Regions from separate parts of the Sus scrofa genome. Here regions 1, 2, 4 and 5 are each linked to region 3. The links are chromatin contacts, called in public Hi-C and HiChIP or PLAC-seq maps. All regions are on one chromosome and are shown on one strand. Each heading gives the region's core, a stretch centred on a gene start, on an enhancer-like site or on the middle of the called end of the contact. The rest is flanking DNA. Distances are from core to core; before and after follow the strand shown.

Region 1 (6,295 bases), core at 2,126-4,625, 460 kb before region 3:
CGAAGACCCTGGGAGTCGGGGAAGTAGAGCCCACCCCAACTCAAGAAAAGCTAGAGGAATCATTTAGGCCCTGAAGGAGCAGAGAACCGAAACGGGCCCGCAAAAAGGCAAAGGGGAGGGAACCAGTCGTCGTAGGTTGGTCCCTTCTCCCCCACTGCCCAATCTAACCCCCAACCCCACTCCCCAACGAACTCTAGGACTCCCGCCCCCCCTCCCTTCCCAACCCGCCCACTGCGGCGGCGACAACGGAGGCGTTGACCGATTGGTGGGGTAAAGGCGGGCCCACACGCGGCTGAGGCCCGGGAAATGGTGTCGCCTCAACCGACTAGAGGCGAGGTGGTCTTCGCCTCAGGTTAGGCTTATTGGCACCTCTGCTTTTCGCCAATCGTCACCTCCTTAACGTCGGGTACCTGAGAGGCGTCACAAACGCCAACACCTCAGTCCCGGGTACTGGCCGGACAGACATCAGCTTCCGCCGCCATCTTAACAGCAGGCGGACCGACCCTAGTCACTGCCCCCCCACACCCCCGAGCTACCTCCGCTACCGCCAACGGATCCCACGAGTACGTAACCCCGCTCCCGCGAGAACTCACCGGGTAGGAACAGCACGAGCCGAAGACGCCGCGGCCGCCTCCGCGGTTACTGCAGTCTGTAGCCCAGCCGCGGCCGCCTCCGCGCGATCCCGCGAGAGCTTCTACCCGACGGGAACAGCCTGAGCCCAGCCCTTCCCAGACCCCTCCTCCCACCAAAGCTTGAAGTCGCTACGGCTCCGCTCTCACCCCACGCGAAGCAAAAAGCAAATGACGCACAACCTCACGAAGCATCGAGGGGCGGAGCCAATCTGCCGCCGGGAGCTCTCGCATGCGCCATGAGAACTATCGCGATAATACGTTTTGGTCTCCGCGAGACCTTCGAATTCACCGCAGGATGCCGCCCTCGCCTCGCCTGTAGGAAACATGAGATCTCGCGAGACCTGGGGCACGCTCCTAAAAAGGAGAGAGGCGGGGCCCCCACGAAAATGACTGGGAGTTTTCAGGGGAAGGGAGGAAACTCGCGTCCTGCAGGGATCTCGCCTACCACGAGGTTTCCGACCCACTGCGGAGCTGGCTGCCAAACCTCGCGATGACACAGCTCAGCGCCAAATCTCGGCCATGTCCTGAAAACTGCCTCCGCCCCCGATCTAAGGTGTCTAGAGCCTAGTGCTTGAGGAAAATTTAAAAAGTCAACCTGTTTATTCTCACGCTTCCGGGCAGAGCTGTACCAATTAGCCAAACTCCATTCTGGAAGAGGAGCAATAGATCTCCCATTGTTAGCTTCCTCCAGGAATTACATATTATCTTGGACTAACACATAGAAGACGTTCAAATCTCACAATAAACACGCAAATGCAAAAGAAAACAATGACATAACAATTTCTGCCCATTAGATCGGAAAAAAAAAATTTAAGACCGATAATATCCAGACTCCTTCCCTCGCCGCACTGCAGGCTACTGAATCCATCTTAATCTAACTAAAGGCTCATATCGTTAGTTCTAGCTCCAAAGCCACTAATTTTAACTCCTGAGGCTCTACCTTGGCACAACCAAAAGCTTCAATAAAGTGGTTTTCTCCAAACAAAGGAGTCTGCCCTCAAAGGAAAATTCAAGCTTCCAAGGGGGGGGGGGGAATGCGTGCTTGAAGCTTTTAATATGGCAGTTTTTCCACCTCTAGCCAACAATATTTCTCCAATAAATCCAGGATTCCAATCTGGCTCGATTTGTGGGCTTTCCTATTCTAATGCATTGTTCTGTCTATTCTAATTTATATATTGTTCCTTTAGAGTACACTTTAATAGCTGGTAGTACAAATACCCCCATCTTTACTTATCTTTAAAATATTTTCTCGTTTATTCTTTGCCATCTTTTTTCTGGATGAACTTTAGAATCATATTAAGTTCCAAACACTTGGTATATTTATTGAAATTGCATGAATTGTGTAAATCAACATAGGAAAAATGGACACCACTACAAAATTAAGCCTTCTTATCCAGAAGCATGGTATTCCTTCACCATGTATGCAAACGTTCTTTCATTATATTCCTCAATAAAGTTTTGTGGGTTTACTTCTAGGTATTTTTATTCGTTTTTCTTGCTATTGAGAATAGGGTTTTTTTTTTGGTATTAAATTTCCAAAATGCTTATTGCTTATAGATAGGAAGACTATTGATATTTGCCTGTTTACTTTTGCAATCGGACAAATAAAAAATAATTTCAACTTCGCTAGTAATCAGGTAAATGCAAATGAAAACAATGACATACCATTTTTGCCCTTTAGACAAAATTACAAAAATTGATAATTCGTGTTGGCACAACTGTGGAAAAATGGGCACGCTCGCACAACATTGAAGAGTGTAATTAGTATAGCCTTTGGGGAAGGCAATTTGGACAAATCTATCAAAATTCAAAGTGCATATACACTTTGACCCAGCGATTACTCTTCTAAGAATTTCTCCCACAGAAATACACATGTGCATGATATATAGATATATATACATATATATGTATATATACAATCCCATTTATTATAGCATTGCTTGTAATAGCCCCCTCCCTCCCCCAAAAGGGAAACAAGCCAATGTACATCAATGGGGAAATGATTAAATAAACTGTAGTACAATCATACAATGCAGCTGTTTATAAATGAGATAAATTTAGATTCCCTGATATAGGAAAATCTACAAGACGTATTAAGTTTTTAAAAAGCTGTTAGCCGAAATGAATGTGTGCGTGTGTGTGTAGTACCATTTATATACCAAAACATACATATACGACGCCTAGTAGTTACCCGCGAAGCCTGCTTGCCAGCCCCTCACCTTCCCCCTTCTCTGAGGCCGCCTTCCTTTAACCCCTGAGAGAAACGCAGAAGGCCCGGCCTTTACTCCCTCTCTAGGGCCACTTGGCCAAGACTAATGCCGGTACCTCGCATCCCCACTGTCCGCCGCTCTCTCGCCGCGCTGCCAGCCGCTGCCCGGGCTGCCCCCGAAGATGCGGCGAGCCTTCCACTGGCGCCGGCCGAGGCCTGGGGGAGGGGAGAGAAGGCGGGGTTTGAGGGAGGGCTGAGGCAGGCCGCCGGGCCCCTTCACCAGCCTCTCCCGCAGGCTCCCCAAGGCCGCCACCTCCGCGTCTCCGCGCAGGGTCCCGTGGGAACAACCCCCTGCGAGGAGCCGAGGACGGCCGCGCGAACAGAGCCCGCCCCTCAGCCCGGAGGAAGACGCTCACCTCGGCGGCAGTAGCTCCGCGGGGCCCGCAGGAGCGTGCCGAGTCCGCGGCCCTGCTTTAGACCTGCTCCCCTCGCTCGCCCTCCGCCGAAAACCTCCCCCCGCTGGCTCTCCTCACACTCGGCCTGAGGCTCCGCCCCCCGCTCGAGTAGCCCCGCCTCTGCCACTTGGGAGGGCGCTCCCTCCGCGGTGAAGCCGGGTTCCCTGCAGGGGACCGCGCCTGAGCTACTCCAGGCTCAGTAAACGCAGCCAAAGAGGATAGTAGTGTCGCTAAGGAATTGGGATTTGATTCGAGGCATGGTGGAAACCGCTGAAGGGTGATATGATTTGATTTGATTTACATTTAAAAATTAATCTCCAGCTGCCTAGTGAAGAATGGGGGTCAAGAGGGCGAGTGGGGACACAGTGTGGAGGGCAGGAGACGTCGGGGGCGCCTACCACAGTGAGTTTACAGGGGCAAACCCTTACAACGCTTACTTCAGGCACGTACTGAACCCTCAGTAAGAAGTCTCTCTTTTTCTTCTTGGTATTTTTTGGGGTGACAGTGCAATTGGCAAAGAGCTTATAGAGGATCTGCATTTGTGAACGCGTAGGAATAAAAATCTGTTAGGAGTTACCCCATTAACCATGCTTCATCTGGGGTGCAAAATGAAATTGGAGGGTGAGAAGGGAAGGGAGCTTTGAGTCAAAACTAGATACTTTGGTAAGGCTTGAAGTTTTAACAAAAAGTATGTATTAACTCAGTATTTTAAAGTATACAGACAAAATCACTATCTGATGTACTACTGACACATAGAGGAAATAAAAATTTTAATTGTACCCTCCGGTTCTAATTCCAACACTTTCAGAGCAGTGGTTCATGCACCAAATTGAGAATCTGATGAATGGATCTACTGCCTGCCAAATATATTTACACAAAATTTTGTGTATAATCTCAGCTTTATGGAGGCCCCTTTGAGATAGCTCGGACCATTAAATATTCTTACAAGCTATTTTTAATGGGTGAATGTTATTCTATTATAATGTTAATTATTTATTTAAGCAATCCTCAATGCCAGGTTTTTTGGTTTTTTTTTTTTTTTTTGCCAAGCAGCTGGTGGCATGTAGGAATTCCTGGACCAGGGATCAAACCCACCCCACAGCAACAACCCAAAGCTGCTGCAGTGACAATGCCACATCCTTAACCCCCTGTGCCACAAGAGAACTCCAGGTCTTTTTTAATTATAAGAAATACATGAAATTTGATGTAACTAAATATTTGCATATTTCTGAGACTTCTCAAGGAGAAATTTGTAGAAATAAAGTAGCTAGGGTCAAAAGGTCACTCCCCCCAAACATAGAATAGGCTCTCTAGAACAGTTAACAATAAACAGTCCCACCAGAAATATATTAGAATTCCAGTGTATTCAGATATTCCTATACCTTCACCAATATCGCTATTATAGTTTTCAAAAAACCTTTTAATTTAATGCACACTTTGTTTTTTTATTTTATTGGAGTATAGTTAACTTACAATGTTAGATTAACTTCAGGTGTACAACAAAGTGAATCAGTTATACATATACATGTATCCATTCTTTTTTAGATTCTTTTCCCATATAGGCCATCTCAGAGTATTGGGTGATTTCCCTGTGCTATGTAGTAGGTCCAACAAGGACTTTGATTTTAATTCCAATCTCTCACAGCATCTGCATTAATTCTAGCTAACGCCTAACCTTTAAATTTTTCTGTCGATTCCTAGGCCTCGGAAAGTCTAGTTCCCCAACTCCTAGTTCTAAAATCCCACATACCCTACAATCCTAGTTTTAATTTCAGTCTGCAGTAGCCTTTATTTCTCTTGCCAATTCCACTCCTTTTACAGTCCTAGTTCAACCAATACCCTCACGCACACCTCTTGTTTCTTTTTCTTATTGCAGACTATTTAGAAAATATATGAAAATACCAAAAGATAAAAAACTTGTAATCCTACCACCTAGAGAGGACCACTATTAATGTTTTGGTTTTATGTCCTCAGCCTTTTTCTATGCATTGTGTATGTATTTATTGTTCTAAACAAAAATGTTATCATAACATTCAATAACCTAATGAATATTTGTCATATCATTTACTATTTGTCCATAATATAATTTTAATGGCAACATGACACATTCCTTTCTTTAACATGTAATTACATGTAATTTAACATGTAATTAGCTTCATTTTTGTTCTTTTTTTCATTTAAAAAATGTTGCCTAGGAGTTCCTGCTATGGCACAGCAGGTTAAGAATTCAACTATAGGAGCTCCTATTGTGGCTCAGTGAGTTAAGGACCTAGTGTTGTCTCTATGAGGATGTAAATTCAATCCCTGGCCTTGCTCAGTGGATTAAGGATCTGGCATTGTCACAGGCTGTGGCATAGGTCGCCGATGTGGCTTGTATTGTTGTGGCTGTGGCATAGGCCACAGCTATACCTTCAATGCCCAGGAACTTCCATATGCCACAAGTGCAGCCATAAAAAGAAAAAAAAATGTTTGCCTAATTACACTTGAATGAATACATTATTCTAAAACACTCAAAACAGATAAATGTAAAATTCCTCTTATATTTATATACCCATGTAGAAATACATAGCTTTGTTATGTTTTTTTACTTTTTAAAAATATGAATATAAGTTGTATGTATTACTCTAATTGCTTTATTCACTTACTATGTCTTTCAGATCTCTCCATGTCAGTATATATAAATCTACCTCATTTCCTTTATGTAGCATTCTACTGAATGAGGGTACTAGAGTTAACTATTGATATTATTATATATTCATAGGTATAAATTCTTTTAAATCTTATACTGTTAACATTGCTTTTTTTCTTAACTATCAACAATGCTGCAATGAAAATCCATGTATATGGTTTTTTTGTGCATATGCTAAAATATTTCTGTAAGATAAATATGAAGAAGTAAAATAGGTGGCTCGAAAATAACATGTTTTAGGATTTTAATATGTAAAGCCAAATTGCCACACAGAAAGACCCAGTTTACACCTCCCCCAGCAGTGAATAAC
Region 2 (6,122 bases), core at 707-3,206, 330 kb after region 3:
GCAGCCCCTCCAGCTCTTCCCTCCAGCTCTACCCCACCCCCCCACCCCCGAGGCCCACCTCTTCTACCTTTCTCTCTCATCAGCACCTTCTACTCCCTCCTTCCCCTGTCCTCCTGCCACACACACCTGGCAAAACCCCAACCTTGGATCAATCCACCATCCCTCTTTTTTTTTTTTTTTCCACTCATACTCTAGAGCTGCTGAACAGTGCAGGAGAAAATCACATAAGCAGAAGGCTTGGCATTACTTTCATGGTCTCCAACCTCAGTTTGGGGAAGCGGAAAGACCATAGACTTTGGACTCAAACATATCTGATTTGGAATCCTGTCTCCATACTGGCTGTGTGACCTTGGGCAAGTTGCTTAACTTCTCTGAGCCTCAGTTTCCTCCCCTACAAAACGCGGCTAATGATAATACTTCACAGCAGCCTTCTGAAGATGAAATGAGAACCCATGTGAAGCACCAGCCCAGTGCCTGGCACAATATAGACGCTTGGCAAATGAGAAACTCTTCTTTTCTTCCATTCCTCCAAACAAACCTCAGTTCCTACAACCAACCCCCCTTACTGCCTTGCAATACAGCCGCTTTTTCTTGGAGTGCTCCCTCTCCCATTAGCCTCAGAAGAGAGAAGAGAAGGGGTTCGGAAGGGTTGAAGGGGCACGGGGGACAGAGAGGAGGCGGAGACTGGGGTTGAAAGAATTGGAAGAAGGCCGAGAAATGAGGGACAAGGCTGGGGGTTGAGAAGACTGGAAGGGCTCGGGTGAGCGGGCCGGCCCCGAGGTGGGGCTTAGAGGCCCTAGGACAAGAACCCGCTCCCAGGGCCATGGCCCGGGCTTCCATGCTCTCGATCACTCACCAGGCCGGGGCTGCGAGCCCTCCAGGTGGTAGGAGAAGCGCAGGGCCCGGTGGTGTTGTGGACTGGGGCCGCAGGGCAAGACCCGGGGGCCTGGAGCAACGCCCAGGCTGGCGTCCGAGGGTCCGGCAAACTGGGGATCCAAAGAGCTGCCGAGAGCCGAGCCTGAGCTCCTGGGCACTGGCAGTCCGGGATCCGAGGCTCCAGGGTCCGAGTCTGCATAGGCCGGTGTAGCGGCGCCGTGGGAGTTCGCGGCTGGGTGTTCGGCCTCGGAAGGCCCGGCGCCCCCCGGGGCTCGGTGGCCATGCATGGTCCGGGCCTGGGCGCGGGGCCCGGGCTCCCCGCTTGGCTCCAGCTCCTGGGGCGGAGGCGCGGGCGGAGGAGGCCCGGCGCCCGGCGGAGCAGCGGCCTCAGGCTCGGGGGGCGGGGCTGCGGGCTCAACCCCACTGCGGAGACTCGAGCCCCCGGCCCGGGCCCGGGCCAGCAGCCGTGGCAGCGGTGGCAGTACCAGCAGCAGCCGCGGCCACCGCCGCTGCGGTGCCAGGCATCGCCAGCCCGGGCCCTGCGCGGGGAGTGGGCTCGGCTGGGCCGGGGGCCCGCTGGGGAGTGCTGTCTATGCGGCAGCGGCTGGGTGAGGGTCGGGGGGCTGCGCTAGGCGCGGGCTCTCTCGTAAGCGGCGAGCCACTTCCGCGGCCCCGGGACGAGCGACGGTCTGTTCCGAGTGCGGGGTCTCTTCTTTCTCCCCAAATGGGAATCGATCTGGGCTCTCCTGGCTGGTCGGAAAGGGTTCTTCCTCCCGCCGCAGCGGAGGCTGAGGGGCGGAGGGGAGGGGAGGGGAAGAGAGGGAAGAGGAGGGAGGGAGGAGAGGACGGCGGAGGCGGGGGGCGCGCGTGTGCGCCGCGCGCTCCGGCTGCGGGGCTTCCTCCTCAGCCAATCCCTCCGGATGATGCTCCAGCCGCGGGGGAAGGGGAACAGCCTGGGCCGGGCTCCACCGTCCTCCCCAGCCTCGGCCTGGGTCTCCGAGGCAGCGGGCGCGAAGGAGCCGGGGGAAGGGGGTGGGGAGGCGGGAGCCTTCGCTGAAGCAGCCGCAGCCACAGCGGCGCTGGGACCCAGTTACCCGGGCCCCGCCCCCTCGCCCGGGATTTGCGCCTGGCCACGCCCCCTCACTCAGGCCGGCCTCAATTCTCCCAGAGACCGCCCTCAAGGCCCTCCTTCCCCTTAAAAATTCCCCCTCTTCCGGCCTTTCCCACCTCTCCCTGGTACCATACAAGCAAGTCTATGGGCTCAACACCCCAAATCTGCCTTTTTGTCCCATCTCAGATCTGCCTCCCTCTGCTTGTCCTTCAATCTTCTTTCCAGAAGCCTTTCCACATGTTCCAGAGTTTCTCTAGGGCTTGGCTCATAGGGATCTTCACTCTGCTCAGACCAGACCCCGTGGTCCTTTACTTTTCCATTCTCTTGCCAACAGCCCCAGTTCCCAGGAGTTGTCGCATCCGCCTGGCAACATCCCAACCTTGGATCTGTCCAACTGTCCGCCTTTTCTATGCCTGCGCCCAGGCAGCTAAACACTGCTGAAGAAAACTATTCAACCTCACAGATACAAGCCAATATAAACTCATAGTACCTAGTCTTTACCAGGCCCTTGGTGCTGAACCACAACCCTACTATGCATCCCCAGGCAGCCTTCTCTCTCAAGCTCCACAACTGCTATTTCTAACCTCCCCTTCTCCTCAAACTCCCAACTTCTCCATCTGCCCCCTAACCCTCATACTTACTTACTTACTTCACAGAGTAAACAGAAGTCACCAAAAAGGAAGTTTTTGACTTCTTGTTACCAAACCTACAAGAGTCCTTCCCTTGCTCCTTTCCACCAGCATTTCAACATACTCGGGTCTCTTCTATCTAAAAACAATTACCAAAAAAATCTCCCTCTCCAGCCACCTCCCTCTCTTCTCTCTATAAATGGCTCAAGAGTCGCCTACACTTAACTCAATTTTCCCACTTCCCACTGATCTTTCAACCCACTCCAATCTGCCTCTACTACTTGCCTAATGCTGCTCTTCTTATCAAGGTCTGCCTTGGCCATGTGTCACTAAATTCAGTAGAATCTTTTCAGAGACTATCCTGCTGGACCTCTTGGTAGCATTTAGCCCCAGTGACCACTTCCTCCTTCTTAAGCCACTTCCATGACACCACACTGTTTTTTTCCTACTTCCTTGGTAATTCCTTTTTACTTTCCAGGGTCCTCCTTGTCCAACTCTCTCTCTCTCTCTCTCTTTTTTTTTTCCTTTGGCCATGTCAGTGGCATATGGTAGTTCCCAGGCCAGCAATTGAACCTGTGCCACAGGAGTGACAATACCGGATGCTTAACCCACTGAACCACCAGGGAACTCCATGTCCAACTCTTCAGTGTTGGCACTCTTTAGGGTTTCCCCTGAGCTCTATTGTCTTCTCTCTCTCTGCTCTTTCCTATGATTATAACATTCTCATGGCTTCAATTATCATTTCTTTGCTGATGGCTCCCAAGTTGATACCTGAAGTCCAGATATTTTTCCTGACCTATGCATTCAACAGGTTAACAGGCAGCTGTACCCGAATACCCTAGAGACACCTAAAGCCTCAGTTTCTCTCCAACTCAAGGCATCCTCCTCCCAGCCTTTTGTCCTTCTTTGTACCTTACCTTAGTGAATGACCCCAGTTAAGGCAGAAAACTGAGCTACACCCCTGACTATTCTCTCTCTTCTACCCCCATGCAACCACTAAGTCCTGTCCCTTTTATCTCCTGAATATCTCCCAAATTTATTTATGTAGTCTCTTTTTATTTATTTTTCATTATTCAATGAATTTATCACATCTGTAGCTGTATAATGATCATCACAATCCAATTGTAGTCTCTTCGTTTCACTACCACTACTCTAATCTAGGCTAGCACCATTTCTACCCTGTATACTGTCCCAGATTCCGTTTGGTCTTGTTCCTTGTAATCTAGTTTCTTCACTGTAGACAGTGTGATCTTTTGAAAAGGCAAAACAAATCATATCACTCTCATGTTTAGAACCCTTCAGTGAGTCCCCGTTGGCTCAAAAGAAAACCCAACTTCCTCAACAGGGAAGGTTAAGTTGGGCCCTTCATGATTTGACCCCTTGCAGTGTTTCCAGACTCCATGCTTGAGTCAAAGCTGAAATTCTTAGACTATTCCTTAGTCTGACTTCCCAGTCTTTGTATATGCTGTTGGATCTGGAAGAAACTCTCTCCACATCTCCCCAGTTCCATTTCATTTGTTCTTCAGATCTCTGCTTGTTTGATGAATGCCTTTTGAGCACACACTTTGGGCCAGGCACCATGTGAGGCGCTACTTATGCAGTGATAAATAAGACAGACATGAACAAGATTGTGGTAAACAAACTCCACCCTCAGAGTTTCAATCTGGTGCTGGAGAGGACTTGAGGTAAAAAAAATACACAATTATAACATATAAACACACAAAATTATAAATTGTGATAAAAATATAGAGCTGGAACAGGGTGATAGGAAAGAATAAGGGGTGGTGGCAATTTAGCCTGAGGGTCAGGCAAGGCCTGATATTTAAGCTAAGTGAAGGAGTTGGAGTTAGGGATGAAGGATGAAGAGTTGAGGCAAAACTGTCCCGAGGTGGAGGCTGTGGCAAGTGAGAAGGCCCTGGGAAGAAAGGGAAATGGTATACCTAGGAACTGTAGGAAGGCCAGTGTGGCTGGAGCGTAGTGAGCTGAGGGCAAGAGGGGTGGGATATGAAGTTGAAGAGGTAGGCAGGAGCTAGCTTAGGTTGGGCTTTATAGACCATGGTAAGGAGAATGGATCTTATTCTACGAGCAATAAAAAGGTACTGAATCAGGGCTGTTACATGTGGGTCAAATTGCAGAAGGTACTGAAATCATTTTGAAAAAAGAATAGAAAATATCAAAATGTATCACAGTATGTAGGATTCATGATCATGTTTCAGGAAACTTTTGCTTGAATTTACATCATATATGATCATGATGAAATAGCATCTCTTTTGTAGATACTTCACATTCCCTAAATGCTGAAATACACTACATTGAAAGGTTTTAAGCTTGGGATTGACATAGTACAGTTGATGTTTAAAAAGATTACATTGGGCGCTGTGGATTGGATTGGAGGTGGACAAGATTAGGAGTCTACTACAATCAGAGATGATGGTGAGTGGACTCAGGTGGTGGAAGTGGAGATGGAGAGAGGTAGACAGATTGGAGAGATATTTAGAATTGAAAAGATTTGGTTTGGTGGCTTGGGGTAGGAGGGAGAGGGAGGAATTGAGGATGCCTCCCAGGGATCTGGTGATATGAAGCCAGGTCATTCATGGAGATAAGGTAGAAGGAAAGAAGAAAACGTTTTCTGGGGAAGATCAAGAGTTCAGTTTTACATGCCCTTGAGATAGCCAAATGAAGAAGTCAAGTAAATAGTGGTATATACATCCCAGGGGAGAGGTCTGGTTTCAGATATAAGTGAAAGTTGGCAATAGAGAGACTCATTAAAAACCATGAGAGAAGAGGTCAGTCTGAGAGCAAGGAGAAAGGAAGAGGATCCAAGGCTGAGCTCTGAGGAATTTCCACTTTACAGGTGGGGTGAAGGAGTAGGAGATGGTGAAGAGACTGAAAAAGGTAAAGAACAGGGACATAACTAGGGGTGTGTCAGGGATTTTTTTTTTCTTTTTGGCTGTGCCCTTAGCATATGGAAGTTCCCAGACCAAGGATCAAACCTGCACCAGAGCAGCAACCCAAGCTGCTGTAGTGACGCCAGATTCTCAATTCACTGTACTACAAGAGAACTGCTAGGAATATTTTAAGTGTTCTGAGAAGTCAACTAAAGTGAAGATTGAAAAGGATCCATTGGATACAGCAATGTGGTTATTGGTAGTGCCCTTGATAGAGTAGTTTTGGAGGAGTGCTGGGGTAAAAACCAGGATGGGGGAGTTCCTGTTGTGGCGCAGTGGTTAACGAATCTGACTAGGAACCATGAGGTTGCCAGTTTGATCCCTGGCCTTGCTCAGTGGGTTAAGGATCCGGCGTTGCCGTGAGCTGTGGTGTAGGTTGCAGACGAGGCTCAGATCCCACGTTGCTGTGGCTGTGGTGTAGGCCGGCGGCTACAGCTCCAATTTCGACCCCTAGCCTGGGAACCTCCATATGTCGCGGGAGTGGCCCTAGAAAAGGCAAAAAGACCAAAAACAAACAAACAAAAGAACAAAAAAACCAAGGATGAATGAAAAGTGAAT
Region 3 (5,398 bases), core at 2,395-4,894:
CAATGCATTCTGTTAAGATCACTAATATCTTCATTAAGAGAAAAAAAATATGTATTCTGCAACTAAACTATACAAGATATTATGGGGACTATGAAAAGAGCAAAGAGTCTGTTTATAATCTAGCATGTGGAATAAGACTGATATATTTCCCAAACAGTGGTACTCAAGACTGAAGAGGACTGGTGGGAAATTTTCTCCTCAAGGTTTTATTATGAAAAGCTTTAAACATATGGCAAAGTTGAAATAATTTCACAGTGAACATTAGAACACTCATGACTGAGATTATACCGTATTTACTATTTTGCTTTATCACTTACCAATCCATCTATCCAATCCATCTTACTTTTTATGAACTGCTGGGATTTTAAAAATGAGACTGTGTAATGAAGAATCTCGGTAGGCCATTTTAGAATTGCTTTTCAGAATTTTTCATTGAGTGCATGAACAAAAAAGTTGGAAAACCACAAAATCAACTTTCCTGCCAACCTCCAACTAAAATCTATTCAGAGCTCACAGCATGCCATTTTAGGTCTCCACATTCTTGTCTATCTGAACCATCCTTCCCGGCCCTCTTCAAGTCTTGGTACCACCAATCTGTGAAAACTCCTCCAATTTTCACATCCTCACCCAGAATTAAGTATGACTCTTACTGGGGCCACATTTTCCATCATTAGGAATTAGCTCACAGTATCTGCAAGTTTTTTTTCAGTCCGTCTCTTTTACTAAACTCTGACCTCCTTGAGGGCAGGGACCCCCTTACTTCCCTCTGAATCCTTAGCAACCAGCATAGCACCTAGCCTATGGCAGGCATTCAATAACTGAATAATATAAATGAATGGCCCAGACCTGTCTTTACCCAGGAGCCAACAAGACTTTAGTCCAGTATGGGAATGATTTAATCACACTGGCACTTTAGATTCATCTTAGAGCACCGTTGTTAAAGAGCATGAGCTTTGGAGCCAGACTGCCTGGGCAGGAATCCCAGAATCCCAGCTCTACCATTTATTGCTGGCTGACTTTGGGCAAGTTTCTAAACCTCCCGTGCCTCAGTTTCCTCTTTTGAAAAACAGATAATACTGCTTCACAGATCATAGTAAGCATTCCATCATTGTTAGTCACTATTGCCAGCAATCAAGTTAATAATGACAATGAGGTAACAAGTCCTTAAAGTTCAGGTATTAGCAGTGAAAACAAAGTGGAAAGAATGGGTATGAATGAAGTATACTGAAAAATGCTCAGTCAGAAGGGTAAGCAAACAAGTGTCTGATAAATATTTTTTTTCTAGTTTGTATGTTTGAGGTAGCTCAAGATGGATTTTTTTTTTTTATGGCCAAACCCACGGCATATGTAAGTTCCTGGACCAGGGATCAAATCTGAGCCCCATCTGTGACCTATGCCACAGCTGCAGCAACTCTGGATCCTTAACTCACTGCAGAGGGCCCGGGTCTGAATCAGCAACACCGCAGAGACAAGCCAGATCATTAATCCACTGCACCACAGCGGGAACTCCTGGATTTTCTTCAATTATTAAAAAAAACAGTTATCCCGGCCTAGGCATAGATTAGATGCTGGGCACAAGGAATCTAGCATGACTGGATTCTAGTCACAAACTCTATGGCCACTGCAAGTATCTTTATGCAGGTCTTTTATTCTCTCAGCTGAGATTTTTTTTTTCCTCCTTATTCTACCCAGCACCATTTATTTAGTTTATGATTCCCACAATTCCATGTCCTGTCTTCTGACAATGAGTACATCTCTAAGAGCCTTGGTTGGGGAATGGGCTTGTGGTTTCATCCTATCCAACCCTGTACAACTTTTTCTTTTTCCTGCCCACCTCCTTTACTTCTCAAGCCTTGCTATTCCCTACACGTAGGAACTTGAAACCTAAGAGTATGGGAAAGCAACAGAGCAATAGCAGTTGTGCCAAGAACTGGGGATGCTGCCAAGCTGTTCCCCAGGCCCCATATGCAGTGACCAACTACATGCAGAGATTGTACTGAATTGCCCAAAGGGCCTCACATACTTGATATGCCTGTTTGCTTCTGCTCATTTTCTTTCTTCCATTTAAAGAAACCTTCCCAAACCTGTAACCAATTCAAATCCAATTCATCCTTGACCCAGGTGAGGTCCAACTTCTTCAAGGTAGCTTCCTCTGCCCATTTTAGCATACCGATATCCTCCCATATTCTCACACAAAACAGGTACTGTACTTATAACCTGTACCATAAAGCATAATTACATACACATTTATACCATTAAATAAATGTTTCATGTGTATATATTTGATTTTCCAAGGGCAGGAACCGTGTCTCACAAGTCTTTTAAATCCCTTCCTCTGAGTAGGTTAACACCTTGCTGAAAAGTGACTGAATTAGTGGGTTTTGTTTAGGCTAAAGAAAGATGAGGTAGAAACATGTTGAAATGAAAAAGGCTACACAGATGGGTGAGAAAGAAGCACTGGTTCAAAACTCAGGTAAAAGTTTGTAAGAGAAAGGTGTTCAATTAGCACGTTTAATTGATTTGCTGCAAGGTTGGAAAAAGACAAAGAGGGAGGTCAACTGGAAAATCTGGAAAAAAGGAATTTCAGCTTGAGGCAGAAGACAACAGGAGAAAGATGGGGCTACAAAGAAATTCTGCTAAAACCTAGGAATAGGCCATTTGGATTAAGTGAAGGTAAAGGGGGTTATTGGGATGACATGGGTAGAGAGGTGTGGTTATGTAGGTGAGCGAATCGGTAGGGGATGGTATGAAGGGTTGGGTAGATGCATAAAATGATCGAGGGTAGTTAGGCAAGTGGGTTAGCTGATTGGGCGGTGAATGGGCAGATGGGAGACAGGTAAGTGGGTAGGTGGTTAGGTGTTTAGTTGGGAGGGAATAGGTATGGGCGTATTATTTAAGATCCGGCCCCTCCCTCACCTTGACCCGGAAGCGGATGAGCGCTAGCCTCACGCAGTGGCTCAGGCAGGCCGGTGGCAGGAACCAGGCCCGTGGAGGAGGGGTGCCCTTGTTGCCCACGTGTCCCACGATCAGTTGCGCTGTCTGCCGCTCGGCCTGGCACCGACGGCCCCACTCGGCCAGCCGGTCCTTGCCCAGGCCCCCGGGGAACATAACCACCAGCTCCAGGCCGTCGCCGCCGGGATAGGCACAAGCCTGACAGAGCGCTGACAAGTAGCCCAGCATGGCGTTCCACTGGCCGCCACACACCCAATCCGTCTGGTAGCCGCCATAAAGCCGCGGCAACGCCGAGCCCGCGTCCACCAACACCCGGGCCCCGGGCAGCGGAGGGGGGGCGGCGGCGGCGGCGGCGGCGGGTGCAGCCCCGGGTGCGCCTGGCCGTGGTGGTGGAAGTGGTGAGCGGGGTGATGGTGTCGAGTTGGCCCTGCGCCCCCGGAGTAGGCACCGAAGGCGGCGGGCGGGAGCGGCGGTTGCAGAGGCGCGGAGCCTCTGGCGGCGCGTGGAGCCCCGGGCGCTAGGACTGCCGTAGGCGGCAGCTGGCGATGCTGGTGCTGCTGCTGCTGGCGCGAGACCGTGCGCGCGAGTTTGAGAAGGTCCACGGGCACCACGGCCCCGGGACAGCGCTTCTCCAGGAACTCTTGGAAGCCCTGGACGCCCATGCTTCGTCGGTGGGCAGAGGAGACGGCGGCTGCGCGAGCAGGCTAGACAGCGATCTGGGCGCGAAGCTGGGGGCGGGCGCGTGCGCACTCCGCGGGGGGCGAGGGGCGGGAAAAGGCGTCCCGAGGGGAGGGGTGAGCGAGCGGGGAAATGAGGGCGGGGTGGGGAGGAGACCACAGATTGGATTTGGGTGGAGAGGAGGGATGAGGCCGACCGGACGCTGGAGAGGCTGGAAGGATAAAAGCGATGACGGGCTCTAGTGACTTCTCTTTTCTGTCCCTCTCCGGCTGCTCTTCCTCTTCAAAAGGGGTGAAACCTCTTCCTTCCACCTCCGGGAGCCATGTTGCCTCCTCTTCTCTATGGTACACACTTTCTAGCTGGAGGAGGGGGAGCGGGGCGGGGCGGCGGGGCATCCTGGGAGTTGTAGTCTCTTCTACGGCCTCGGGGTACAATGTTGGAACAAGATTACCATCCCTGTCTACTACTGCGTTCACTGGGGCTCAAGGGGAGGGGCGTGCTATGCGTTTAGGATCTGCACTCCAACTGTGCCCTTCACCGAATTGCTTTAGGTTATTACTTTGCCAGAAAAGGAGGCGGGGCGGAGGAGCTGGAATGATGCATCATGGGAAAGGAAGTAGAGTGGATTAATTGAATTCAGCCAAAGTGTGCTAAAATTCCCCAGGAGGAAGAATTTTCCTTCGGAGGAAGGGACTAGCTTTTAATGAATGAGAAAGGACATATATGAAATGTAAAAATACTAACCATAAATATTTCTGTAACAATCCCTTAACCTTTAGCTACTGTAATTCTTTGAAGAAGAGTTGTTGGACCCAATTTATGAATGGTTAAACTTATTTGCCCAATGCAGAGACAAAGTGAAATCGATTGTATTCAGGATCTCTTTGATCAGGGAGATAAGCTCCTACACAAATTAAACTACAAGTTGTACCTTTCTGGTATTCACTGAACTACCCTGTCCTACAATGTTAGGACCTTTGTTTGCAAACATTGTGAATCAATGTCTCGAGCTTTCACAAAATAGCAGTAAGGGCTCCAATTCCAGACGTACTGAATCTTAATCTTTAAAAAAAATTATTTTCAGTATTCTCCTCAGTTGATTCTGATAGAGCACCAGTCTTTGACTGACTGGCTTTTGGGGCCCACTGTTTCTGTTGCGGAAACCGCAAAAACCGTGGCAACGGAAGGAGACAAACAGCACTCGGAGATATGGAAAAGCAAGTTTTATTCAGCACCAGTGTGGGCTCAGAGGAGTCACCTCCAGAGTCTGAGCACCAGGTCTTTGTTCTCAGTAACTATTATACACTACAAGGTCTTGATTTTCCCATGTAAGCATCCCGGACCTCCCCCCATCCCCAAGCAGACAGTGTTCCTCCCTAAGAAACTGAGCAGGCAAGGTTACAGAAGCAGAACTGATACGCAATGTTGGGTACCTGATTAGCAGGGCTTCTGGCTTGGACATAGGACACACAGTTGTTACATTATTAGAGGAAGGGTGGTATAGTGATGAGCACAGCTGGAAAGGCTTTCAGCTGCCTTCTTAGCCAAGGGGGGGGTTGTCCTTTAGTTAAAACTCCATTTCATTCCCCGCCTCTTGATGTTCAGGGTGCATCTGCACCCTTTACAGATCATCATCGGTCAGAACCCTTTGGTACCCCTAATTAGTAGAGGCTGTTTTTTTTTTTTTTTTTTAAAGCATGGTTTTTATAAAACCTTTTATAATACTTATCAGGAGAGGTACAAGGCAGGGAATAAGTAGGCACCCTGT
Region 4 (5,925 bases), core at 2,348-4,847, 280 kb after region 3:
TCAGTTTGGCAGTTCAGTCCACACTTGTCTGGAGCTCAGTCTGAGGTCTCATGCTGGGGATTAAGTTTTGATTTAGGTTTTGAGAGTTCAGTCTCCGACATATTAATCTGCTCATCTTACTCTGAAGGCTTAAACTAACTGAAGTAGTCCCTCAAGAGTAGGGTCTAGATTAGCTGTATTTAACCTGGCATTTATGGATTTATAAAGTGTCATGCATAGAATTTAGTGTCTGAGCATTTGGATGCTAAAAAAAAAATGTATCTTATTTTCACTACCCTCCACTGAAGCTTGGCATTTCTTTCAATAATGTATGTAGAGGAGTTCCCACTGTGGTTCAGTGGTTAATGAACCCGGCTAGTACCAATGAGGACTCAGGTTCCATCCCTGGCCTCGCTCAGTGGGTTAAGGATCCAGTGTCGCTGTGAGTTGTGGGGTAGGTCTAAGATGGGGCTCCGATCCTGTGTTGCTGTGGCTGTGGCGTAGGCTGGCGGCTGCAGCTCTGGTTGGATCCCTAGCCTGAGAACGTCCATATGCTGCTGGTGCAACCCTAAAAAGACAAAAGACAAAAAAAAAAAATCATGTATGTAGGCAACCAACCACAGTAGTACTGGCAGTACAAAAGACTTTGTCACCAATGTACAGATATTTTTCCTATCAGAGCTCTTAAAATATTGTTTACATTCATAATTAATTTGAAATCATAGTAGTCATTTAACTTGTTAGTAGATCATAATATTTAATGCATTGATAAAGAAACCTAGGAGTTCCCATTGTGGCTCAGTGGTTAACGATTCCGACTAGGAACCATGAGGTTGCGGTTCGATCCCTGGCCTTGCTCAATGGGTTTAGGATCTGACGTTGCCGTGAGCTGTGGTGTACGTTGCAGACTCAGCTCCGATCCCGTGTTGCTGTGGCTCTGACTTAGGCCAGCAGCTACAGCTCTGATTCTACCCCTAGCCTGGGAACCTCCATATGCTGCGGGAGCGGCCCAAGAAATGGCAAAAAGACCAAAAAAAGAAAAGAAACCTATGTTACGATTAATTTTTATAATATTTTGGTAACTATTTTAATATAATTGGTTTCCTTCTGTAATTCTATATTTTATTTTATGCGTTTAAAAACATTATTCCAGGAAGAAATATATTGGCTTCACCAGCTTGCTAGATGGGTTCAAGGCACAGAAAATGTGAAGTCTGTCACTTGGTATACTCAACTTTGGACTTCAGTCTCAAGGCTAATTCTCAGGGTTCTTTCAGAGACCTTGGTTTGTTGGAACTCAGAATTGGGTTCCATGTGTGGGAATTTCTAGCAGGTCTACTGTGATATTGTGATTTATAGTAAGTAATATACATTGTGTCTTCAATCACTTCCTGGCACAGAGCTCCTAAAATCTCCAGAATTTCCTCTGAGTGATAAGAGATGTCTTTTGTTATGTTAATAAAATGACCTTCGGAATTCCCCTAGGTAACCTAAGGGTGAGGGCTGGTTGTCTGTGGAGCTAAATAAAAGATTAGAGGGTTGGCGTTTTCATTTCCACCCCTCCACCTAGAGGAGGGGAGAGAGGCTAGAGTTTGAGTTCAGTCACCAATAGCCAATGGCCTAATCAATCATGCCTCTTTACCAAAGCCTCCATAAAACCTCAAAAGAACAGGTTTTGAGAGCTCCTGGGTTGATGAACACAAAAAGATGCCATGAGAGTGGTACGCTCAGAGGAAGCATCCTTGCCTCTTCTCATGTACTGTGCCCTATGGATATCTTCCATCTGGCTGTTCCTGAATTATATCCTTTTATAATAAACAGATAATCTAGTAATCTTTGAGTTCTGTGAGCGAACCTAGCCAAGTTAATCAAACCCAAAGGAGGGGATTGTTAATGTATTACAATGAGTGCATAATGAGGCTCAAGGTCTAATGGAAATTGAATCTTCCACCATCTTGGACCTGATTGGTTCTAACCAGTTTTTGTGTATCCTCAACAGCTCTGTCATTTTTTTTTAAAGTTCGTGCCCTTCCCCCTTCCCTTCTGTTTCAGTATCAAAATTGAGTTAAATTGTAGGACACCCAGTTGATACTGAAGAATCGCTTGGTGGTGTGGGAAAACTCAACACATATACCCTACAACTGGTGATAAGAATCTTCCCTACTCCAGGTATGTTTGAGGCCCTGGGAACTCACAGGGAAGTGCTTAATCTCAGTTTCTTTATTTGGGCTTCTTTGAACTCAAATTTAAATTGCTGAGTCTGCAGGAATGAATCTCTAGAGCTCTGTAGGAGTTTATGCCTCCTGAGATTATCAGTCTGGGAATGCTTGTAATTATCATCAAACAGCATGTTGTTTCCTGATTCTTTTTCTTTGTATAGATTGTTTCCTCAGCATGAAAGACTTTCTTTCTTTTAGAAACATACCTCTATCCTCAAATACACAAACTCCTCATCCCCTGGGAAAATTCCACTCAAACTTTTAAGTCAGAGGCATTATCTCTGAGAGATTTGCCATAATTCCCAAGGCTGGATCAGAAACCCCCTCTGCTGGACTCCCATAGCTTCCTGTGCTCCTTTCTCCTCTAGCATTGCATAGAGATGGATTTATCACAGAAATAATATAACTAAAAGTTTAAGCCTCTAGTAACTCACACTTACACAAGACACTTCCAAGCCCCTGGTTGTTGAGCATTGTCAATTTGAGACAATTATTGCTGCACAAAAACAAAGTACCATAAAATTTTATAGCTCACATGTAAAAGAAACTAGAGGTTTCCCCAAATTTAACACAATCTTAAATTTTATTCTACTAACAATGAGCTGTGAAGTTGAAACTTTTCTAAACTACAATAATAAAAAATTTTGATCAACTGAATGCAATTGAATTCTTTTTATTCTCTCTTGAAAATGTTATTATAAAATAATTGTCCTATTTATTTACAGGAAGATATCAAAATGTTGGCAGCCAAAAAAAAATAATAAAATAAAAAATAAAGGAAAAATTAGTAGAGAGGTGAGTCAGGCAATTATTTTATTTCTCTAGTTTTGAGGATGTTTGTGGTATTTGTCAGGTTTTTTTAATTGGAATTTGTAGGAATTCCCTAGTGGCTCAGTGGGTTAAGGATCAGCATTGTTAATGCTGTGGCTCTGGTTACTGCTGTGGTGCCAGCTGGATCCCTAGCCTGGGAACTAACACATGTCACAGGCATGTTCCCCCCCCCAAAAAAAATTGGAATTTGTAAATTTAAAAATTTCTTTTATAAATCTAAAGCTATACTTACTTGCACACCTAAATTTGTACTATTTTTCTTAAAGAGGGCTTACAAAATTCTATCTGCCTCAGGCCCTTCAAAGTGTGGATTCACCCTGAGCACTGATCATAATTTTGGTCCTTGCCCTGCTTTAGTTTCAAGTCATTTCAAGACGTCTTCCGATTTTTTTTTCTTTGACCCATTAGTTATTTAGAAGTGTACTAATTCCCACCTATTTGTGAATTTCACAAATGTCTTTCTGTTATTTATTTCTTTTTTATTTTATTTAATCAATCAATTAATTTATTTTTTAGGGCCACACCTACACCATATGGAGGTTCCCCCGCTAGGGGTCGAATTGGAGTTGCAGCTGCAACGCCGTATCCAAACTGTGCCTGAGACCTACACCTTAGCTCACGGCAACGCCAGATCCTTTAACCCACTGAGCGAAGCCAGGGCTTGAAGCCGCATCCTCATGGAGATGAGTCGGGGTCTTAACCCGCTGAGCCACAGATGGAACTCCTAGGATGCATTTCTAAATGCAGACTTTTAGGCTATGCTACCTGAGGTTGCTTCCTCTGTCCTTTATCTTTAATAAGTTCCTCACATCTTTTCTGCGCAATACCCACGGGTCCGGAACTCTCGGCCCCAAGCGTCTTCCACTTCTTGAGTAACCCGGGCGGTGTCATCGATTACTCGACAGACTTTTCTATTGCTCTAGTCTTGCTGCCAGATCAGCGGAAAGGGAGAATCTGCGTTCTCAAGCTTGGCTTCCTACTCCTTCTGCCTGGGCGGTGCTGCGCAGGGATTGGCCTGCTTGGGCGTCACGTGGTCCGCAGCAGGATGATGGCGGGCGCTGCAGAGGAGTCTCTAACGCTTTTCCGGGCTGGCATCCGCGCAGCGTTGGAGGCTTGGCCCGCCTTGCAGGTGAGCGAGGACACAGCTGGAACAAAGGTTAGGGACCGGGCCAGAACAGGAGTTGGCCGGTGAGCTGCCCAAGGCTTAGTTGGTTGGGCGGCGTCAGAAGCGGACCCTTGCGCCACCGCAGGCCGGTTCCTGGGCTGACGTGGTGGGCTCGGGCCTGTGTTCGCAGATCGCTGTGGAGAACGGCTTTGGAGGTGTGCATAGCCAGGAGAAGGCTGAGTGGCTAGGGGGTGCAGTGGAGGAGTATTTCTTCCGCAATGGTGAGTGAATTTAAGGCCCTAGGACTTGTTTAGGGGCGCGGGGAGGAGGGCGGTCTTGGTGAATCTGCACTTCCTCTTGAACAATTGTCTGCTGATACCAGAGTCTGAATCCTGAGTTCGAGTGCCTTAGGGCCATGCCATTGACTCCTTGTATCGCGTTGGATATGTCGTTTTACTCCCCTGAGACTCAGTTTCCTAATTTGTAACATGGATATGAAAGTATCCACCAGCGCTGTCCAAATCGAAATATAATGCCAGTCACATCATGTAATTAAAAATTTTTCAGCAACCACTTTGATATAAAAAGCAGGTGAAATGAATATTGTTCAACTCAATATATCCAAAGTATTTCAACATGTAATCAATATAAAACATTATTAACGAGATGTATTACATTTTTTTTTAGTATTAAGTTTTCAAAATCTGGTGGGTGTTTTGCAGTTTTATCACATCCCAATTTGTCTTGGCCTAGCCACATTTTAAGTGCTCAGTAACCACATTTGATTATTTGGACAGCAGAGATCTACACCTTTGATGTGTCTTGTAGGTTCTATAAGAATAGGGGCCCTTTAGGTGATCTTTTGTGAAGTATGATTTTTTTTAAATTATTCACTTAGTTTTCTTGGCCTTGGAGATGGCATTAGGCAGAGACCTTTCTCTGAAAAAAATTTATTATTTGGTGAGGGATCTAGATAAGTAAATAGGTTTTTACTCACAGGGTGGTAGGTGTTCTAATAAAGATCTCAGGGTGCTTGGGTAATGTGAGACTGAGGAAGAGGCTTCTTTTGGAGATTGTTAGGGTAAGGTGGCTTTTGGGTGAGTTTTAAGGGATGAGAAGGAGTTAACTAGGTGGGAGAGGCAGAGCAACACTCAAAAATAAGTTCTGTGGTATGAGGAGATTATGTGTTATATTTGGAAAGTGGCAGGGAGCTCAGTGTTAGAGTAGGGCTGTATGGTGTGCTTGTGGGGGTGTGGGAGGGGGGAGTGATAGAGAATGAGGCTGGAGGTTGGTTGGGGAGGCCCCTGGAAAAGGGTGAAACATGGAAGGATTTGTGGGCCTTTGATTTTATCCTTTAGGCCAGCATTTGTCAAAAATATATGCTATGGAAGACTAGTTCTTTTTAGGTGTTCAGTGAAGAAACCACTTCTCCAGTCACATGATATAAAAAAAGCTCTTCAGCTCTTAAGAGTCACCATAATCATTATCATATTAAAGGTTCTGATAAGAACCACCAAAAAGAAACTTGTTTACCATGATTTTTCTATGAATAGCTTCCCTTAAAGTCCAGCAGGACAGTTACGTCTTATAAGCAGAATATGAAACACTGCAGTAGGAGATAAAACTTCATGAGCAGGATTTAATAGGATGGGGTTTACTGGCTATAGAAAGTAGCCAGTATGGGGTTCCCGTCGTGGCGCAGTGGTTAACAAATCCGACTAGGAACCATGAGGTTGCGGGTTCGGTCCCTGCCCTTGCTCAGTGGGTTAACAATCCGGCGTTGCCGTGAGC
Region 5 (6,162 bases), core at 2,832-5,331, 350 kb after region 3:
TTCTACAGGAAACTGGCCTGGACTCTTCAAAAGGATCAGTGTAATATCAAATATACAAAAAATATAGAGGTACCATTCTAGATTAAAAGAGGTTAAAGTACCACAACAACTAAACATAATGCACAAACCTTGGTTAAATACTGAGATCCAAAAATAAGAGCAGGTCTAAGAACATTTTGGGCCCAAGTGGAAAATTTGAATATAGGGTATCTTTTATGCTCTTATTGAATTAGTAAGGAACTTCCATATCCCTCAGGTGAGGCCATAAAAAAAAAGAAAAAAAAAAAAAGAATGAAATAATGCCATTTGTAGCAACATGGATGGACCTGAGATTATCACACTAAGTGAACTAAGCCAGTCAGAGAAGACAAACATCATATGATATAACTTATATGTGGAATCTAGAAAAAGGATACAAATGCCCGTATTTGCAGAACAGAAACAGACTCACAGACTTTGAAAATCTTATGGCTACCAAAGGGGACAGATTGGGGAGGGGGAGAGGGATGAACTGGGGGTTTGGGATTGTCATATGCACCCTGAGGTATATAGAATGATTGGCCATCGAGGACCTGCTATTCAGCACAGAGAACTCCACCCAATATTCTGTGATAATCTATGTGGAAAAACAATCTGAAAGAGAATGGATGTGTGTACATGTATAACCGAATCACTTTGTGGTATAGCAGGAATTACCACAACCTTGTGAATCAACTATACTTCAATAAAGCTTTACAAAAAATTAGAGCAGGTCTAAGAACATTTTGGGCCCAACTGGAAAATCTGAACACAGGGTATCTTTCATGGTATTATTGAATTAGTAAGTTTTCTCAGGTGTGTATAATGGTATTGTGGTTATGTAGGAGAATGTCCTTATTCTAGCACATAAATTTCGAGGGGCAAGGTGTTATACTGCCTGCAAGAAGATGTATACATATACACACAAAGAGAAGTAGAACAAATTTGGCAAAATATTAAGGGTATATGGGCTTTCATTGACCTATTTCAATTTTTCTGAATTTTGAAAAATTGAAAATTAAAAAATTAGAGGAACATACACATGTAAAGGAGCAATGCATATTTTGTAAGAACATATATAAACAAAAAGATATGCATAAAACATTTTTAGAATGGTTGCCTAAAGGAGGGAAATCAGAGTGGGAAGTAAAGATAAAAGAAAATTTAAAAAACAAAAACCTCACCCTAAAATAATACATAGTCAATGACTACATGGAGAACACACAAAAGCACAATGAAGAAAACTAAATTCTTTGATAATTTCATTTTCTCTGTCAGTAGCTCTCAAAATGTGGTACCTGGACTTGCAGCAGCAGTAGCAGCAGAAGCTTCATCATCATCACTTCGGGACTTGTTAGAAATGCAAATTCCTATACATACACAATGAACTACTACTCAGCCATAAAAAGGAACAAAAATAATACCTTTTTCAGCAACATGGATGGAACTAGAGACTCTCGTACGAAGTAAATTAGGTCAGAAAGAGAAAGACAAATACCACAGAATATCACATATCTGGAATCTAATATGTGGCACAAATGAACTTTTCCACAGAAAAGAAACTCATGGATTTGGAGAATAGACTTGTGGCTGCCAAGGGGGGCAGGGGAGGGAGGGGGATGGACTGGGAGTCTGGGGTTAATAGATGTAAACTATTGCATTTGGAGTGGGTAAGCAATGAGATCATGTTGTACAACAAAGGGAACCATATCCAGTCACCTGTGACGGAACATGATGGAGGATAATTGAGAGAAAGAATGTATATATATATACAGATACACATTCTGGGTCACTTTGCTGTACCGTAGAAATTGACAGCACACTGTAAATCAACTATAATGTAAAAAAAGAAAATTAAAAAAAAACCCGAAATGCAAATTCCTGGACTCTACTACAGAAACATGATTCTGGGCATGGGGCCCAGCCAATGGTGTTTTAACAAGCCCTCCCAGTGATTCTGAAGCTGATACATGCACATCTCTATAGAACTGCTGGGTCCCAGGGCCATCTTCAACTATTCTGATTACTTCCTCATTGTTTTCCTAAGTAGTAATACCAATTTTCATTCCTATCAAGGATTTCATTACAATTTTCTCCCTTATAGTTTGTGCATTTGGGACTTTTAAGAGTCCTTCCAGGAGTTCCCACTGTGGCTCAGTGGTTAACAAATCTGACTAGGGGAGTTCCCGTCGTGGCGCAGTGGTTAACGAATCCGACTAGGAACCATGAGGTTGCAGGTTCGATCCCTGGCCTTGCTCAGTGGGTTAAGGATCCGGCGTTGCCGTGAGCTGTGGTGTAGGTCACAGACGCGGCTTGGATCCCGCGTTGCTGTAGCTCTGGTGTAGGCTGGCAGCTGCAGCTCCGATTCGACTCCTAGCCTGGGAACCTCCATATGCCGCGGGAGTGGCCCTAGAAAAGGCAAAAAGACAAAACAAAACAAAACAAAACTGACTAGGAACCACGAGGTTTCGGGTTTGACCCCTGGCCTTGCTCAGTGGGTCAGGTAACTAGCGTTGCTGTGAGCTGTGGTGCAGGCCACAGATGCGGATCAGATCCCCCCTTGCTGTGTCTCTGGCATAGGCCGGCGGCTGCAGCTTGGATTAGACCCCTAGCCTGGGAACCTCCATATGCAGTGGGTGTGGCCCTAGAAAAGACAAAAAAAAAAAAAAAGTCCTTCCACAATCCTAGGTCATAAGACACTCTCTACCCTTTCATGTAAAAATAAACATGGATCCAGTTTTATTTTTCTCATTTTGGTAAGCCAAATTGCCCAACGTTATCTACTAAAATGTCCATTTCCCGTTGATTTGTAGTACAGGCCTGTAAACTTACCTATTTAATAAACATTTGCTTAAGTCTGCCGTGTACTAGTCTTGTGCTGGGTCCTGCAGAGGGCTCAAATATATATTATATATTTATGGTTCCTATTCTCATGGAGTTCACTCAAATATATATTACATATATATATGGTTCCCATTCTCACGGAGTTCACTCTCCTGTGGAGGTACAGACACATAAACGATTACAATACTAAGTGATAAATGTAACAAGGTGCTCTGAGTTTCTAATTCAGCTGGGAAAGTTCACAGAACTGAATAGTTAGGTCTTAAAGAAAACGGAAGAATTTGCTAATGCAGGGGGTAAGGTGAAGGCGGCCAGGGCTGGCTTCGGGTCCACAGGAGTTGTGTTTCTCAGGGGTAAGGGGTTAGAAGAATTCCATGGATGTAGGGGCAGTGATTCCTGTGTATGTAAGGGATAGGAGTAGGCAGAGGGAGCCATTTTCTGCCTGGATATGCTAGAGGTTGAGGAACATATCCTTGGGATAGGGCTCAGCCTCATCCCAGAGTTTAGGCTGAGGAAGAGGACGGGCTGGAATTAAATTATCAGGAAGAAGACATTTTCAGACTAATATTTACTGTTTTTAGGGGGAGACCTTATTCGCCAGCCAGGTCTGGAGCTCCCTGAGATGGCTTCTGAAGAAACCCTTACTTGCCCCTACTCCAGAGATATAAATCCAGCTTCTCCTGCAGAGGCTGCTCTGAGGCCTAAGGGAAGGAGGGAGGAGGGGAAGAAGGCAAAAGAGTGGGAGAGGCTTCCAGCTGTTTGGTTCCTGTGTCTGGCCGTGGATCTACTGCAGAAAGAGCTGGGAGTGGCTTCTTCAAGCTTTGTCTGGGACCCTGCAAGCCGGAAGGGTTTCTGGGAGCAGCTAACCCAGTCACTTCAGGTGGGAATACTCAGCAAAACATGTGATCCAGGCGGCCATTTTCTCACACCCTGCCAGTCGCCATCTTCCACTGTAGACAAAGGCACCGACCCCCCACCCTTGTCTGATGCGGTCCTGGCGATCACTTGGTTACTAAGATTCGAGAACACACATATTTAAGCCCAGACACAGGCCCGCAGACAAGACTTGGCTTATAAGTAGCTTATATGGCCACACAAGCCAACCGCCGCTTCCCTCTCCCGCCTGCCGGCCTCCCCACTCAGCTATTTCCTTACCTAACCAGGCGGCCGGGAGGTGGGGCTAGTGCGGCCGCGCAGAAGGGATGGGCGTGCGCCAGCCGTCAATCCGAAGCCCCACCCCCGGAGGCGCTGGGCGGAAGGAGTCTGCGCCGCGAGGCTGGGATCCGGAAGTCGGAGCCTCGCGGCAGCAGCGCAGCTTCTGGCCCGTCAGGGTTGCGCTGTCTTCTCCACTCGGATCTCCGCCGGAAGCGGAGGTAAGAGACGACTCTCTTTTTTTCGTGGGGAGTGCTCTCCCAGCCAGCTGCGCAGAAAGGATCATCTATTTGGGGTGCAAGCAAAGGTGCCCTCTGCTCTTTAATAGAGAGGTAAAGAGTGGCGTTCCTTCCAGGGTAGAAGGGCCCAGATGAGGGACAGGGATTGCTCCGCACGTGGACAGGCGCCCAAATGCATTCTTGCGGGGTAGGGGGCATCGACCCACTCCACCTAGACAAGTGTAGACCCCTGGACACACTGTATGGAGAGTTACAGACCCCGCTTGTGTGGAGTACCCGCCTCATTTTTAGAATACTGAGGCTCCATTCCCCACTCTCCCTGTGTAGACAGGCGTGGATACCATAAAGGTGTGGCGATGTCAGCCCCATTCGTATAGAGAGACACATTTCCCTCCTCATGAGGGTGAAAGACGCAGATTTATACCGGCGCTGAGGCACACAGATTCACCTCTGCGCACCTTCCCTTAGGACCGAAGTTCTGATTTATTTACTCGCACCCTCGCCCGACCACCAGCTCAGAAACTTTTAATATACAGAGGAGTGAGCCTCCTTTCCTTACCGTCGAAACCTAGAGACCTCCCTGCCTCGCCTCCGTGTAACTAATTGACTAATGCCCCGCCCCTGCTCCTGCAGAGGTGGTAGACCACCGCTCCCTATGTGGTTGGAGGCACAAGCCTCCGTCCACGGAGAACTATGTAGATTTACCCCTCCTAGGTTGGAATGAGACCCCGTTGTGGAAAATCAGACCTGACCACCCTCCCCAGGCTCTGGCTTACTAAATTTGTAAAGGCTTGACCCACCAAAAATGCCCCGCAGCAAACAGCAACAGATCTTAACCCACGAAGGGACAGTCAGAACTGCTTCTCCTGGGGCCTCCAGAATAGAGGGGCTCAGATTTGATCTTTTTAGGTAGACACAGATCATCCCTCCTCTCCCCCTTTCCCCAAGGATTTAGCATCACCAGCTGTGGAAAAGGGAATAGAAAGGTATAGCCTTGCAATGTTGAGAGGCAGTGACATCATTGATCACCCCACAGTGTGTGCATATATGGACACCCTCCTTTATCCAAGGTAGAGGAGCTCAGATCTTTTTCTCTCTAGCCAGAAAAAACAAACAGGACTCCCTGCTCCCCTAGTGTAAGGGCCATTCCACTGAATTTATAGCTGTATTCCCCCTTCCCACATGGAGAGAACCAGAGGTCCTATTTCTTTCAATATTAGCACACTGCTGACTTCAGCCCACATGCAAGATAAGCAGATTGTGCTCATCCCATCTCCATGGAAGAGTCTGGAATAGCCCACTGCAGGCAGAGTGCAAACCCCATTCATAGAAGTTTGCATAATTGCCCTTTTGTTAGTATGGCACTAATGTCACCTTGTAGTGGAGCTAGGTATAATCAGTCCCATCCCATGGCCCTCCCCAAGGTAAAGAGACTCAGAACTCCCTCTCATTTCCCTGCCACACAGAACTTCTCTCCCATGCAGCAGAGATGCACACAGCCATTGTGGCAGATTCTCCATTTCCTCTGTATCCTGGAATAGAGTGACAAAAGGCATCCTGTTCCCTTCCCCCCAGTCGCCAAGGAACAGACCTCACCTATACATGCAGATGCAGTTTTTTCCCTCTCTCCCCCAAGATTTTGCATGGGCCTCAGTCCACATAGGCATAGATAAAAAGCCCTATTCGGAGGTTCCTTTTCCCCAGGGTAGATTCCTGAGATACGTCTTTCTTCCCCACTTCCAGGGTAGATGAGACTAGAACCCTCTATTTGGGGAAGAGAGATACTGTTAATACCCTGTGTAGGAATAGCTTGTCCTTGCATATCCCTCTTCTCTTAGAGTAGAAGGGTTTAGTGCTAGTCCTTTCCTTATCTGGAGTATATAACCCTATAGGGTAGAGAATTGAGGAT

What was found. Hi-C and Micro-C count contacts between places; a contact is called where the count stands out from the background. HiChIP or PLAC-seq counts read pairs in DNA pulled down with a chosen protein or histone mark.
Region 1: a contact with region 3 is called in a Hi-C map of liver, with 6 times the contacts expected there. The contact joins the promoter of HUWE1 here to the promoter of FAM120C in region 3. A contact is called at or near these places in 1 of 5 promoter capture datasets (liver), 3 of 47 Hi-C or Micro-C datasets (heart right ventricle, liver and skeletal muscle) and 1 of 2 datasets of contacts at active chromatin or transcription factors (alveolar macrophages).
Region 2: an H3K27ac HiChIP or PLAC-seq map of alveolar macrophages shows a contact between it and region 3. The contact joins the promoter of FGD1 here to the promoter of FAM120C in region 3. A contact is called at or near these places in 1 of 47 Hi-C or Micro-C datasets (heart right ventricle) and 1 of 2 datasets of contacts at active chromatin or transcription factors (alveolar macrophages).
Region 4: a Hi-C map of liver shows a contact between it and region 3, with 5 times the contacts expected there. The contact joins the promoter of TSR2 here to the promoter of FAM120C in region 3. A contact is called at or near these places in 4 of 47 Hi-C or Micro-C datasets (embryonic fibroblasts, heart right ventricle and liver) and 1 of 2 datasets of contacts at active chromatin or transcription factors (alveolar macrophages).
Region 5: a contact with region 3 is called in a Hi-C map of liver, with 5 times the contacts expected there. The contact joins the promoter of GNL3L here to the promoter of FAM120C in region 3. A contact is called at or near these places in 1 of 5 promoter capture datasets (liver), 3 of 47 Hi-C or Micro-C datasets (heart right ventricle, liver and skeletal muscle) and 1 of 2 datasets of contacts at active chromatin or transcription factors (alveolar macrophages).

Annotation. Positions count from the first base shown.
Region 1 is chrX:46,440,940-46,447,234 of Sscrofa11.1, forward strand. HUWE1 (E3 ubiquitin-protein ligase HUWE1) reads right to left here and starts at 3,376. Exons shown (of 85, transcript XM_013986152.2): 1 at 3,258-3,376; 2 at 2,958-3,057.
Region 2 is chrX:47,229,700-47,235,821 of Sscrofa11.1, forward strand. FGD1 (FYVE, RhoGEF and PH domain-containing protein 1) reads right to left here and starts at 1,957. Exons shown (of 18, transcript XM_003135106.6): 1 at 857-1,957. The coding sequence starts at 1,163.
Region 3 is chrX:46,900,588-46,905,985 of Sscrofa11.1, forward strand. It overlaps FAM120C (constitutive coactivator of PPAR-gamma-like protein 2), which reads right to left and starts at 3,645. Exons shown (of 17, transcript XM_021080777.1): 1 at 3,291-3,645; 2 at 2,917-3,288. The coding sequence starts at 3,614.
Region 4 is chrX:47,183,013-47,188,937 of Sscrofa11.1, forward strand. TSR2 (pre-rRNA-processing protein TSR2 homolog) reads left to right here and starts at 3,598. Exons shown (of 5, transcript XM_001927898.5): 1 at 3,598-4,158; 2 at 4,325-4,415. The coding sequence starts at 4,075.
Region 5 is chrX:47,252,386-47,258,547 of Sscrofa11.1, forward strand. It overlaps GNL3L (guanine nucleotide-binding protein-like 3-like protein), which reads left to right and starts at 4,082. Exons shown (of 16, transcript XM_005673659.3): 1 at 4,082-4,235.